Linked DNA regions of Mus musculus: region 2 is linked to region 1. The links are chromatin contacts, called in public Hi-C maps. All regions are on one chromosome and are shown on one strand. The core of a region is the stretch at or near the end of the contact, and the rest is flanking DNA. Distances in the headings are between cores, read along the strand shown. Region 1 holds the start of Tbx20 (T-box 20). Region 2 holds the start of Bsx (brain specific homeobox).

The links. A called contact is a pair of places that touch in the nucleus more often than the background predicts.
Region 2: a Hi-C map of cerebellum shows a contact between it and region 1, with 10 times the contacts expected there. The contact joins the promoter of Bsx here to the promoter of Tbx20 in region 1. A contact is called at or near these places in 1 of 39 promoter capture datasets (maxillary cranial neural crest) and 1 of 484 Hi-C or Micro-C datasets (cerebellum).

Annotation. Positions count from the first base shown.
Region 1 is chr9:24,770,973-24,778,077 of GRCm38.p6, forward strand. It overlaps Tbx20 (T-box 20), which reads right to left and starts at 3,331. Exons shown (of 8, transcript NM_194263.2): 1 at 2,747-3,331. The coding sequence starts at 2,873. It overlaps Gm29824 (a long non-coding RNA gene), which reads left to right and starts at 4,752. Exons shown (of 3, transcript XR_870586.1): 1 at 4,752-4,979; 2 at 5,383-5,498.
Region 2 is chr9:40,870,918-40,878,022 of GRCm38.p6, forward strand. Bsx (brain specific homeobox) reads left to right here and starts at 3,210. Exons shown (of 3, transcript NM_178245.3): 1 at 3,210-3,522; 2 at 5,377-5,573; 3 at 6,691-7,055. The coding sequence starts at 3,261. The coding sequence ends at 6,930.

The DNA.
Region 1 (7,105 bases), core at 2,081-4,580:
CAAGGAACATAGTAGGAAGGAGCTGGGAAGAGTACCCAAAACATGTACTTGGATTTGACTAAACTCTGAAACCCCCGGCAGAAACGCATGATTCATAACTGTGCAAATGAACCTGGGACATGCCCGGGGCTGGACGCTAACTAAATCAAATGAGCAGGATCTATCTAGAACAAGGGCCGATTTATTACTTACATGGCTGTAGCTCTCTTAAGAATAAAATATAAGGAATGAAGGAAAGGGAAGGCTGTGGTCTTGAAAGATAAAATGTAACTATTATGACAATCAACCCAAATTCTAGACTTTGCAGCTGCAGAGGGTAGCACTAGAAAAATACCAGCACCCAGCATGCTAAATCACAGGGGTGGACTCGAACAGATTTTTTTTTAAGATAGGGATAGATTAGTAGAGCGATTATGTATGCAACTGCTTTTCTTCCAAATAGCCCTGGAAGTGAGAGAAACAACTTCAACTCCAGATAGCAGGAATTGAAAGAGGAAAAGGTTTTGCCAATCACCAGTAGATTGAAATATCACTGCCTATGAGTCAGACATTTTCTGGCTCAGCAGATAAGGGACTGGACACTAACTTTGGGGCAATACAGGGTGTTTGTTTGATTGAATTTGTTTTCCTCTGCCAATTATCTTTCATCTCTTAAAAAAGAAATTACTTCAAACCCCCTACCATCAAACCAGCATGTTCTAACTGCTCTCCTGAATGCCAACCAGTGCCAGTTGTGTGTACGCACATGTGTGTGGTGTGTGCTTGAGTTTGTGCGATGAAATGGTTCCTATCTCTCATGCTTCTTAATGTGAGGCTAACGGAAAATAGACGTGAGTGAATTAAGTATTATCAAGTGAATTATCATGCAGGTTGTTTCAAAATCAAAGGAACCCAGAAAGTACCAACATCCTGAAACACTTTTGGAAGTGAATATACACCACATCTTTATAGGGAATTGGGACACCATCTAATTTTCTCTTATTTTCCAACAACTGACAGGCAAGCCCTGTAAGTGCCACCTGGCCAGAGCACCACAGAAATAGAGAAGGACAACAAGAAAGAACTGCCCAGGAGGTTACTGGAGTAGAGCTAATATACTTGAGTGACACATTGGAAATCCACCATCTGCAGACATCTTTTTCCCCAATGAAACAACCTTCTATCTCCTAAAAGAACCTTTGGGTGTTTCAGTTTCTGAGTCTTGATTTAGACATTAAGTAATTTGTTCTGTTGGGCTGGTGAGTGTAAGGGATAAGAATAAAATGGACAAGAGTTGTTCTCCAAACAGGTGACCAGACTCCTTTCAGAGACTGGAGGGGGTAACCGGGGTGAGAGCTAGGATTGGCTTAGCATTTAAAATTTGTAATTTTGATTGAAGAACATTTTTTGTTGTTGCTTTGTTTTATTCTGTTTTATTTAGAAAACTAGTTAAAGAACTGATACAGAAATGAGAGTAGTGGAGCTGGCAAGCTTCCAGACCACTGCTCACATGTTTGTCAGGAATTTTGACCTGAGATCTTCTTTTCCTACTGGGTACCAAAATGAGATGGGGGTATTAAATTCCCTAAGTACAAGGATAATGATCGGAAGCCTCAGCAGGTCCAACTTGGACAGTAGTAGCCAATGCTCTCTCTAAATAATCAGGATTTGTTGGCTTGCTCACATTGCCTTCGCAGATCTTGACTTAGGTGGAAGTTAGGAGTTCTTATTCACACTCATTTCCCTGTCTTACATCTCCTTGGTACCACTGTTGTTTTGGACTTTAGTAATCTCCTGTCACTGTGTAAACTCCTTAGTTTCCCAAGCCCCTTTCTTCTCTAGTGTTTATCTTGGATGTGAAATGTATTAGAGTTGGGAAGGGATAGCGAAAAAGAAAAAAGTGATGACTTTTTTCAACTGTCTTAACTTAGCTACTTGATTTCTGATAGTCGGCGATTAGGGTGTGCGATAATTATTACCAAGGCCCTTAGAATAGCAACTCATTTTCCCTGGGTTGTAAGGGTTTTCAGAACCCCTATCCTGAGCAGTTGCTTTTATACAACTCTCGTGTGCTCAAGACACCCTCACCGCTCATCTCTCTTTAATCTGTGCCTAGTTTCCTCTGTAAAGAAAACAGTTTTTATAGAGACAGTGTTAAATTTCGAGGAATTTGGGGAGGCCTTGCCAGTCTCAATTGAAAATCGCAAGTATAAAATGGGGGTTCCTGACCAAAAAAAAAAAAAAAAAAAAAAGCCGGCTCTTGCGTGGAAAAACCGGCCTATTTTATAGTCCTTTTCAGACATATTAAGACTGTTAATTGTGATAGAAAAATTAAACTGGCTTCTTGTGAAGTCTCAGAGTCTTTGATTCCAAGCGCAGGCTTGGGTGTTATATACCACCGTGGATCCCGAATCTTAACCCTTACTTGTCCTTGAATTTGTTTTCATTCAAACAAACAAATTTGTACAGCATTCATACTATCTAAGTGATGTCGAGATTCCAAGAAACTGGGGAAAGCGAATACAAACACAAGCCGGTAGTGAGAATTCACTACCTTTAATTGATGGTGAAGCCTCCAAAGAAAACTTGAGAGGAAAAGAAAAAAAAAAAGTCTTTCTCCCAGGACCGAATTCTGGTCCATACTCTGAGACTTAGCAGTAGATCCAGACGGTAGAAAAAGCCACCTTTGCTTCCCGCGGAGCAAACTGCCCGCACCCGGGAAACAGATTAGCAGGGCCCATACTGACTGCCTAGTACCCCGACTTACCCAGGGGTTTGATGGTGTTCTCTGCTGCCTCCTTCTCCTTGGGGCCGCCGCTGGACATAAGCGCGGCGATGGAGAAGGCATTGGCTCGAGAGGAGAGCTGGGGCTTGGGCGACGCCGTGAACTCCATGGTTCCCAGCGTGCGGTCCTGCTCAGGAACCTGGACTGACAAACCACAGTCCAGCTTCCCCAAAGGGAGACAAAGACCCGAAACTGCAGCTCAAAGTTCCAGAGAGCAAGCAAAGCGGAACTGGGGACCCCCCCGAAGCGTCCGTTCCCAGGTTTTGATGGCCTCTCCAGTCCACTAGAGCAAAGCAGGGGAGCCGCAGAGACTTCGAACCAGCAGGAAAGCAGGGTGGGGACCAGCCGGGAACTCAAAACTGTAAGCCCACTGCGCAAAACGCGGGGTCCCCAGCACCCACGCCGAGTTCTCCCTCCCTTCCCTCCTTGGGTCCGCTGAGTGGCCCAAGTCCGAGGAGGTGACGATCGGCGTGGGACTCTAGAGGGTGCGGAAACCAGGGAGTCGGATCTCCTCTCTGCAGAGCGCAGCAAGGCGCGACCTAAACTGTGCCTAGGCGCCTGCTGCCTCGCGCCTTAATTTGCTGGCGGTGGCCATCCCTGCGGGCAGCAGCCAGTCAGCGTGGTCTCACGTCACTGCTTCCAGACTGTGCGGAGTGGGGCGGGGCCGAGCGGCGCAGGGAGAGAGCGCCTAGGGCACTGCGCCCTCCTGCCTCTGCGCTCCCGGTGGAGAGCCGGAGAAGACGCACAGTGAACAGGGTGGCGGAGCTAGCCGGACCGCCTCCGCCCAGAGTCTCAGATCCCGCAGGAGGGAAGCATGCGCTGTCTAGAGAGGCACTTTCACTGCTACCCAGAAACAGGCATTTGCGTTGCTCTGGACTGAATGTCACCAAAGGAAGTCCTACTGAGTTCCGCATTTTCTACCTTTCCTACTGGAGCTCCCAAATAGTTGAGAAGGGCCCAGTAGAGCAAATTCCTCATCGCTGAGCGGCATTAACCTGGTGACGCAGCACAGTGCCTAGTGCTAGGTCCCCTACTTGACAGTCCCCAAGTTATGTCTCTTTTCACAGAGAGCTGGAGAGGCAGGGCTCTGGGAAAGAATGCTGAGCTGCAGGGTGCCTGTAGGAAGGATACTTTGTTTTGATTTTTTGTTTGTTTTTGTTGATTTTGTTTTTGGCGAACCTGGCTTTCTGCTGTGTGGTGGTTTGTTTCCCTTCTAGTCTGGGTTTTCTATTCTGGAGACTCTGAAAGTAGGGAAGTGGCCTGAAGCAAGGAGGGGGGGTCAGGACTTGGAGCTCTAAGGGGACCATGCGATGCATAGTGACTTTCTGGCTCCTCCCCCGCCCCCCCCCCACACGGAACCATCTATCTGCCTTGCAGACGCAGACTGGGCTAAGGACTTCCCACAGCCTTGTGGAGGGAGTCCTGTTGGCCTTGCTCAGTCTAAATAATTCGAATTCTCCAAATTCGCGGGGTAATCCGCTTCACTCTCAACCATGTAAACTCTAGAGGACACACACACTCAAGCTATACTTGTAAATATTTGCTCTCCTTTCCAGCCAGTTGATCTGGCGATTAGGAACCTCTTGGTAGGTCTTAAGGGGGTAGGGGAGGGGTGGGGTGAAGAACATAAAAAGAAAGACATACCCTGTCTCCCATTGCATCCTCTTCACAGCTCCCGAAACATAGTTATGGGCGAAATCGAGAGCCAGAATAACTATGAAGAACATCCCGTGTAAACAGAATGTTGGCATCTGAGGAAGTTCTGATTTAGACTGGCCTGGCCATCCTGTCTATGTTTGCTCGTTTCAGCATTTGGGTTGTAATGTGTCAATGTTGAGGGAAATTAGAAATTAGTAAAACTGCAGACTTTTCATACTAGAAGGTTTTTTTTTTTTTTCCTTGTCTGGACCAACTACTTTGAAAAGATCGAAGGTGACAAGTTGGCAGAGCAGTGTCTCTTTTTTGCAAGTCTCCCCCATCCTCCAACCATGTCCCAGTCATTCCCCTCTCCTCCCCACAGGTCAGGAATCTCTGGACTCATAAGTGTGTGCAAGTCAGTAGAGAGTATCAGATCTCCTGGAGCTGGGATTACAGGCTGTTGTGAGCCCTCTGTGTGGGTGCTAGGGAGTGAAGTCCTCCAGATCTCTAAAGAGGAGCAAATGCTTTTAGCTGCTCATCCATCTCTCCTGGCCTTAGATACAATGTCTCAATCAAGGTAGTGTTTTCTTTTTATTGTAAGGTTCCCATTGGTTTGCTTCTTGTCTGATTTTTTTAGAGTTTGTCAAGGAAGATGGATTTATTTGAAGAAGAGAGTTTTTGTTTTTGTTTTTTTAATTTGGGAGAGAGAGGTTTACTTAGACCTTGATATAATGTTTCAACTAATGTAGATTTTGTTGGTTGGATCTAGTTTTCAATAGCTCACTGTGTTGTTACACCCTAATTAATAAAACTATTATTCCATCTTATAAGGGGAGGTACTGTCTTTACTACCTTAGCAGCTTAGATTGTTGGAATGGCATCCTGAAAGATACATCAGTTTCAGAGAAGCAGACTGAGCACAGGAAAGCAGAATTGCTGAACTTGCTTTCCCTTTTCCTACAAGTGCCACTGTGTCCCAGTTCTAGGATGTTTGTGGGCAGAAAATCACTCAAAAGCAGAAGAGACTGCGCAAGTGGGAGGAGACAGCAAGCTGAAGGAATTGAAATGAACACTTAAACAAAGCCATAGGCCAGAGGTGAGTCACTTGGGTGTCCCTAAGCTATGCATCTTGTTGGCGTTGAAACGATCATCACAGCCAAACATTACTACAGGCTTATTATACTGGTAAGCTGCTCTCCTCTTAGATCCAATGCCTATATGAATCAATGTGTTGCTATAGGACCTGTAGCTAGTGCTGACAGAGAGGAATCGCCTCAGGGTAATCTAAACCTCCTGCCTAGGGAAGCTGAGGGTAACTAGTCCTGAGGTCCTTTCAAAACCGTCCGGGAGCAAGGGTTAATGCATAAAACCCCCGTGGAGCTAGAACAAAGCAATCACGTTAACACTTCCCTCAACCCCGCCTGGGCTGCTGACAGGCTTGTGTGTTCAGGCTGCTTTCAGACACTGGAAACGGCTTTGGACTTGAGGAAAGCTTTGAGTCTTGACTTTTAACACTTGTTAGCACTGTGGCTATGTGGGCTTCCTAAACCTCTCCAAGCTTTGGTCTCATCATCTACTTTTAAAATGGGACTGATACTTTATTGCTATATGATAGATGGCTTTGTGAATTTAAAAATGTGCAGTGTGTGTAAAGCACCCAACCGTAAGTAACGACGATGACTCCACAGGAGCAAAGCGATGCAGCTATTTAATTATTTGAATTTGAGCTGCATATTCTTGACCACAGAGATATCAGATTGTTCTGGACTATACACCGAAGATTGAGACCACGTAGAGGCGCTTGGACTGCCAAAGACAGCTAAACTTCAGAGCTAGCAGAGCCATTTAAGATTTCGATACTGTCTGGAAGGTCTGGGCAATGTCCCCTAATATAAGGCACGCGCATTAGAAAATTCTCTTTTGCAGTCCCCCTGAGCTCAGGAACTTAAGACAACTCCCTCAAACTGTCTAGGAAGTAATCAGCGAGCCGCTTTCAGCCTAGGTTCCAGAGTTAACGAATGCTCTCTGGACGCTTTGCCGGGAGCTATAGGGACAGATCCCGTAAAAATCTAGCTGGCCGTCCGCAGGCGCGGAGGGTGAGAGCTGCGCCTGGGCGCTGGGCCAGGTACCAAGCAGAGGGCACCATCGCGCAGCTGAGCTTGGGAGACAGAAGTCAAGGGCAACAGGGACATCAGCTTCACAGTAATCAGGCAACTACTTCCTATAATGGCCCTAAGTCCTATCCCGATCTTCCCGTTCTTCCGGGTAGACACTTTAAAAGTAAAGGCCACCAAGCCTTTAGATCAGTAAATTTGGTTTGCAAAGGAGGAGAGACGCCCCAAACAGTGCGGGGAGCAAGGCGGCCACATCCCTAAAAGACCCCCCGAGGAGCGTTCCTTGGAACGCGGGAGCATTGCGCTGCCTGGTGCTGGATAAGGAAGGTTCCGCGCGAAATCAGACTGAGAATTGCGAGAAGTTCCACGGAAACGTTAGGTATTTTCGAACACACGCGGTTTGTGGGAAGCAAGGATGTGGGTCCCAGCAAACGCAGCAGGCTGTGGTCCTAAACATCCAGATCTGCAGGGGACCTTGGTAGCTCTAAGGCGCTGGGCTTCTTTACCCAGCTCCCTTTCTAAGGCCAAAGCAAAGACAGCTTCCTACGTGTCACCATCCGGAAGCTGAGAGAACGCGCACCTGGGGTCT
Region 2 (7,105 bases), core at 1,960-4,459, about 16 Mb after region 1:
CTGAAACCAACTATGTTGACTAGACTGGTCTTAAACTCACTGATATCTTTGCTTTCTTAAAGGAAGGTGCCTTCAGGCCAGGCCTTATTTTAAAATTTGACGAGTACAATTTAAAATAATCAGTATGGGTCACGTGCTTTATTACGGATCAGCACAGTTCTAGGCTTCGGGGTTAAGCCAGACAACGACATATCTCTTTTTGTTTTCTTTTTTTTTTTTAAGATTGTTTCCCTGTGGGTCATAATTTTTACCTCCTACCTAAAATCTATCGCAGAGGTGGTTACCCAGAGTGTCTTGGACCCGAGAGAGGTAGTGTTGGAAGGTAGACGGCGAAACGGCTGTCACCGAGTTGTCCACTTTGCAATACCTATCACCTCCTTCCCTTAGAACAAGCCAGGACTATGACCCCGAGGGGACTGGACACCTTGTACCCTTGCATTCACCCCAGAGCGCAGTAGGACTGCATCAGAGCTGGTTTTGGTCACTCTAGCGTTTTCCCAGGGTTCCGCTCAAGAGCCCGGCCAGTGGGGGAAACTTTCCCAGCATCCTGTGCCTCAGGATTTCCTCAGGGGTCTGGGACATAGTAGGGCCTGGAACCAGAGGCCAGAACAGGGCTAAAAAACCTTTTGAGAACTAACCTTATGCACACCGCCCGCTCGCATCCGGGCTTCTTTGGCGCATTGGGCTCAGGGCCCCACAGGTTCTCCTATTAGGATGTGTCTGGGACTGGAGGAGAAAGGGTCTCTCTTCTGTTATGGGTAAGGGTGGCGGCGGCACCGAGAATGCCTAAGAGTCCCCAGGGGTCTGCTTTGGACCTGGCAGGGGTATTCATCCAGCCTTTTAGCATTGCTCGCTGGCGGCGCTAATAGGCAAGGGAAAGACGCCAGCGCCCCACGTCCTGCTCCTTTCCCGGAGACCCGGTTTCCTTGTCTCTTTACTTCTTAGGTTCCTATAGCGACCTAAAGAGGCAAATGCAGGATGGCCGGATTTCTGAGAAAAACGCCTTCCAGTTTCTGTCCTTGGGCAGCTTTGCTCGAGGTTAGCCTGGGCGTGATCCTCCGCCGCTTCTGTCCTGGGGAGAGCCATAGGCGGAGCGGAGAATTCGGCGTCTATTTCCGGGTCTACAGACTGTCAGAGACCGAAGGACCAAGAAGGGAGTCTGACACTCTTCTTCCCCTTGCGATTCCTCGAGCAATCTGAGGTGTGTAAAAGAGTTGTCTGTGTCACAGCACAATCACTGGCATTGTTCTACTAACCCCGTTGCCCAAGTGACATTCAGTCTCTTCTGTTTCTAAGGTATAAGTTAGTCCCTGACCCAAGGAAGCTGAAAGCCTGCCCCCCGGAGGCCGGGTGAGGATCTACACAGTGGCTGGGAACCTAGACATGGGCTGAAGCTGACACCCACTAAAGTCTCGCTGTAAGAGGCCCGCCCCACTATAGCTTGCCAGCCTGTGTTTGGAGATAGAGAGTAGATTGATATTCTTTTGCTGCGTAGGGATGATTGATATCCATTTGCTACATTCACGCTTCGAGTGGAGGTGGGTGGACTTCCTTTATGTGTGGACCATCACCCCAGTTCCTCTTCAACATTTTCTTCTATCTCCCTCAGTCCCAAAATCGATGACTTGACCAGGAAGCTGGTTAGGGAACTTCTGTAGAGTCTACTGTCTTTCCTTTCGGAGGTCATCTCCCCTCTGCCTTCACTTCCTACAATTACAAACTTTAAGACACAAGTCCCCTTCCAGACAAAGAGGAACACTTCTGACTTCATTTAAGTGGTCTCGGTCCCTTACCAAGCTCTCCTTTCACTGGCTGCTGCCAGGCTTCCTTCCTCTGTTTCCTCCCCCTATCTGCTTACCAGTGTGTCCGGGTGGTACAGGACACTCCCACTTCCCGGAGCACTGAAGTTTGGGGCCTAATTGATTCTGGTAATTAATTTGTTCTACCTGCTAGATCAGATGGAAATCCTACTGCAGCGCCCGAGGATTAACACTTGACTTCGCAGCACCTCTGCTAATTATCTAATAGCATGGGTTGTGAGGACTCAGTCTCTGTTAAAACACTTTTGCTATTAGCTGTAGTGATTGGAATTGTGATGACGACTAGATATCAACAAATTAGAGCTTAAAAATGAGGAGATGGAAGAGAAGTGGCTTCTTTTAATTTCCCCGAATTTAACATCAATAATTAGAGCAATTTTCAGAGATGCGAGCCCAAATTACTCCTGCTGTGCTGTAGATGATCACCTTAATTTTAGCAAATTGACTCCAGGGAAATAAATGTGACAGATTAGAAAAAGACAAACAGAAAAAAAAAGGAAAAGATTGGAAAGAAGAGTAAGGAAAGAGGCAGAGGAAAAAGAGAGGGAATAAAATCTAACACAGTGATGGGGACCCTGTAGCTGGAACTGGTGATGTGGCAGAAATAGCAAAGAACTGTAAGACTGAAGTGAAGAGCAGCCAGGAGGGCGGCAGGGAAAGGTGACTACGGACAGATTTAAAATGACCAAGTCTGTGATGCACATAGACCCCCTCTGTCCACTCCTTAAATTCCCGATAAAGAATCTTCCACCTGTCATCTTTATTTCCCCCAACAATTCAATCATCCCTGTTGTCAATTTAATCTAACTCTAGCAACTTGGTGTAGCGGACAGAGTGCATCTTCATTTCTTCACTTCTCTTTTCCTTTTGCTTTCGATTACTGAAACTCTTTAAAAGACAACAAACTGGCTCAAATGCTTGAGTTAAGTGCTTTAATCCTAGGCTATTGGGACTCTCTTGGTGTTCTCTCTAAGAGGCAGGTCGTTAAACAACGGTGAAAAAAAATCATTTTCCGTCTTTTAAAAAGACGGAACACAGGAGGCAGCGCTTGCAGGAGAGGGGTAGAAACTGGGGTCTAGAAACCGTATAGGAACCCATTGGGCTCAGCACTCCCTGCTTGGCCAGACGCATTCAGCACCGCGGACAGATCCCCGCCCCGCCCCGAGCCCACCCCACCCTCCCCTCTGCCTCTGCAGCCTCCCTATTGGTTCGCCGGGCTCCCCTCTCCAAGCTGCCAATTCTCCAACACACAGAACCAACCTACCCCGGCGCTGGAGAGGCAAGAAGACAAGCGCCGGGGATAGCCCAGGTCCGTATAGCTGCCGGGATCTGAGCCTGGGCGATCAGGAGCAGCTGCAGGCTCTTGAGTAGGCCTGCCGGGAAGCTGTTTGCTTCCTGCACTTTGTCCGGGCCCTCGCCCTGTGACAGGCGCTCTGCAAGATGAATCTCAACTTCACTTCCCCTCTTCATCCAGCATCTTCTCAGAGGCCCACGTCGTTTTTCATCGAGGACATTCTGCTACACAAGCCCAAGCCGTTGAGGGAAGTGGCCCCTGACCACTTTGCCAGCTCTCTGGCCTCTAGGGTGCCTTTGCTAGACTATGGCTACCCCCTTATGCCCACACCCACCCTCCTCACCCCTCACGCTCATCATCCTCTGCATAAGGGAGATCACCACCATCCTTATTTCCTGACCACCTCAGGTAAGTAACAGAGGCCTCTAGGAGTAGGGAGTGGGCTTTTTTTTTTTTTCATCCCCCAGAGCAGAGACTATATCAGTCCCGGTGGTCTTCTCCTTCGGTAGCAGTGGAAGGTTAGGGACATGGTTGAGAGCTCCCTTGAAGCAGGCCAACGGAAGGGAGCAATTTCTGGTCACTTCACAGTTTGTATAACTAGACAGGGATTGTGTCTGGCCAGAGGAAGCTGGAGTAGATAGATGTGATCATATTCCTGGTGGGCAGTGTTTCTTCCAGGCAACTTTGGCTCATCTCTCAATGCCACTTCTAAACTTCCTCCACGTCAGGAGGGTTCCTCAACCATCTTGACCTAGGGAAATGGCACTGAACTTTCCAGTGTGTGTGTGTGTGTGGGGGGCATGAAAAGGCTTCACCTGGCCCGCTCTCTTCTGCTAGGTTGGGTCAGGAACATTTGCAGATTCTGCAGGAGACATAGAAGTGAGGGAGGGCCGGGGGTAGTCTGCCACTGGCAGGAAGGGGTCGGGGCAGAAGGGAGCTGCAGTTCTCCAATGACCTTCACTTCCCGTGTTCAACATTTAACTCATAAGCAGTCTGCTTGGCTTCCTTGCTCTGGCCCAGTTGCTGGAGTCGCTGAAATATTTCAGATTTACTGTTTGACAATGAGTGGGGATTGGTAAAGTAAGACTGGGCCTGCAAATGCTGGGGGATGTCTGCATTGTGTTCCTTTATTTGTTTCTCTCAGTCTGCACGAACACTTTCTTCCCTAGCATTTCCAGTCCAGCCACACAGAGAAATCTTCTAGTTCAGTTGCTGAGCACAGTAGTAAGCTGGTTCTAGTGGGGGCTGAGGGAAGGGGGCAGACGATGTATGGAATACAGGCACTCAAATCCAGGAAAAAAGTGCTGAAAGTCTAGGACAGTAAAACCCGCTCAAAAGCTCTAGGTTAACGAGGCGCGATCTTAAGGCTCCTGGAGAAATCAGCATTGCTCCCTGGCTTTGACACCTGCCTGAAAATATACTCTTTTCCCAGTACTGGTGTTGGGCAAAATTCATGGTGCTGAAATGCTTGATTGTCGTTTTCCTCTCCTGGGCATTGGCAGATACTGGTGTCTGAGGCCCGGATGCTTGGGGCGCCTAATATACCAGGTAAAGCTGAGAGGGTCGCGAAACGGAAGCATCCAGCGAAAAGTCGCTCAGCTCTCCTGATGCTGGGCTCGGAGTCGGAGAGAAATGGTTTAGGATCAGACTAGGGAGTGGGGTCTCCAGGGCAACCCTGCTACTGACAAGGAAATGTCACGGGCCAGCGCCACAGTTTCTCGGAATATGCGTTTTTTCGCGCTGTATTTGGTTGATGGAAGGATGAGAACGACCAGGAAAAAGGTGCTTTTTAGAGTTGAGTTATTAACCGCATAGCACAGTACTCAGTGTTTGTTGGTAGGGGTCTGGATAGATGCAGGTGGACAATCCTTGTCCAACTTCGGACTTTTGCAAGCAAACTTTGAAGGCCTAACAGATAACTGGAAGTGTGCGCAGGTTCTGAAGAAGTTTCCCCAGAAAGATATATTTTTTCTTTTTTCTTTCTTTTTTTTTAAAGGGCCTCTAGATCTTTTATCTATTTTTCTTTTCTGTTTTCTTTGCTGTTTTTTATTTGAATTTTGGGATGGCCTTCTAGGAAAAGATCCCCAAGCGCTATTTTGTGGCTCCTCTTCCGGCTGTTATTGAGAGATGGGTTCCAGGAGCTTTGGAGCAAGTAGGAGAGAGGGAGGGAACGCTGGGCGCTGGGATGGAGTGGAGCGGGAGGATGGAGGATGCTTCCTCCGAATGCGGGCTCTGTCCGTCAGACTGCTCTTGTCTCTGTAGGGATGCCGGTCCCGGCGCTGTTCCCGCACCCGCAGCACGCGGAGTTGCCCGGGAAGCACTGCCGCCGCCGCAAAGCTCGCACGGTGTTTTCTGACTCGCAGCTCTCCGGCCTGGAGAAAAGGTTCGAAATCCAGCGCTACCTGTCGACGCCAGAGCGTGTGGAGCTGGCCACTGCCCTCAGCCTCTCAGAGACTCAGGTGAGCAGGAGTCGGGAGGATGCCCCGGATTCTGCGTCCTGCTCTTCCCTCCTCAACTCTGAAGTAGTTCCACAAGGATCAAGTACAAATGATCCTCCCTCCTCGCCTTTCAGCATGTTTCCAAGATCCGACAGAATTTATACCCAATTTTTACATTAGGCTTACCTACCCGGCTCTACTGGAGAGGGAAAATCACTTTGATTCGGCTGTCACCTCCAAGTCACACCATGGTTCTTTTTATTTCTCTTCTGCCCTTCATCCTAAGGGTGTGACAAGCTGGGTTAGAGAGGGTCTTGTTTGTGGAGGAACTTGAACAATTTACTCTTTGTTTTGTTTAGGAGAGGGTATCACTATGTAGCCCAGGCTGGCCCAGAACCCAATCTTCCTGCGTCAACCCCTGTGTGTGGGCTGCCAGTTCACACCACCCCTCGGCTTTCCTCTTACCCCTCCTCACTGCACCCCCCTCATGTCTTATTTCAGTCAACCTTACACGCACCTCAGCAAGTCTGCACAGATACCCCAGGGTGCTCTACATAGTTTACCTCTCCTTTTTTCGTTTTTGCTCTCTCTCTCTCTCTCTCTCTCTCTCTCTCTCTCTCTCTCTCTCTCTCTCTCTCTCTCTCTCTCTCTCTCTCTCCCTCCTTTCCTTCCTTCTCTCCTTTCTTTTTTGTCTTTTGTCCAGCCCCCCACCTCTTCCTTCATTTCACCTCATGATCTTGCTGTGAAATCATTAGCCATTCAGACTAAAATCCCCTCCAAAGAAAACCAGTCAGTTCATTCCACTCGCGACTACTAATCCACGAGTCCCGTTGGACCCGGGATTTAGGTGTTTTCATCACAGATCATACATTTAGTGTAAAGGAGACCCCAAGTACACAGCGCTTGCCCCCATTAATTACCATTGACCCTTGCCACTCTTCTGGGGCAATATCTCCTAGAATTTAGCCTAAAAGGATAACGTGTGACTTAATCAAAACGCGAGGCGACCATGGCGGTAGGACCGAATTCAATTCAGTAGACAGCGAGCCCCCCCCCCCAAGCTCCACCGATCACCCAGACCTTTCAGTCACCGTTTGTGTGAGGAATGATATGATCTTGTTTGTCTCCCCGACATCAGGTGAAAACGTGGTTCCAGAACCGGCGGATGAAGCATAAAAAGCAGCTGAGGAAAAGCCAAGACGAACCGAAAGCGGCAGACGGGCCGGAGAGCCCCGAAGGCAGCCCTCGTGCTCCCGAGGGCGCGCCCGCCGACGCTCGGCTGAGCCTGCCCGCCGGTGCCTTCGTGCTTACTGAGCCCGAGGACGAAGTGGACATTGGGGATGAAGGCGAGCTCAGCTCAGGGCCGCATGTGCTCTGAGTGGCCAGGCTGGGAAGGGAGACCCGGGCGAGGAGGCCGCGGGGCCAGACCGGGTTCTTCCCGGGTGGGAAGACTCGCGGAGACTCCAGACTGCTCCTGCGACCTGGGCTGGAAGAAAGAAAGGCAAGCGCAGTCCACTTAGCAACTTGCAGCCGCCAGCGACTCCTTCCCATGC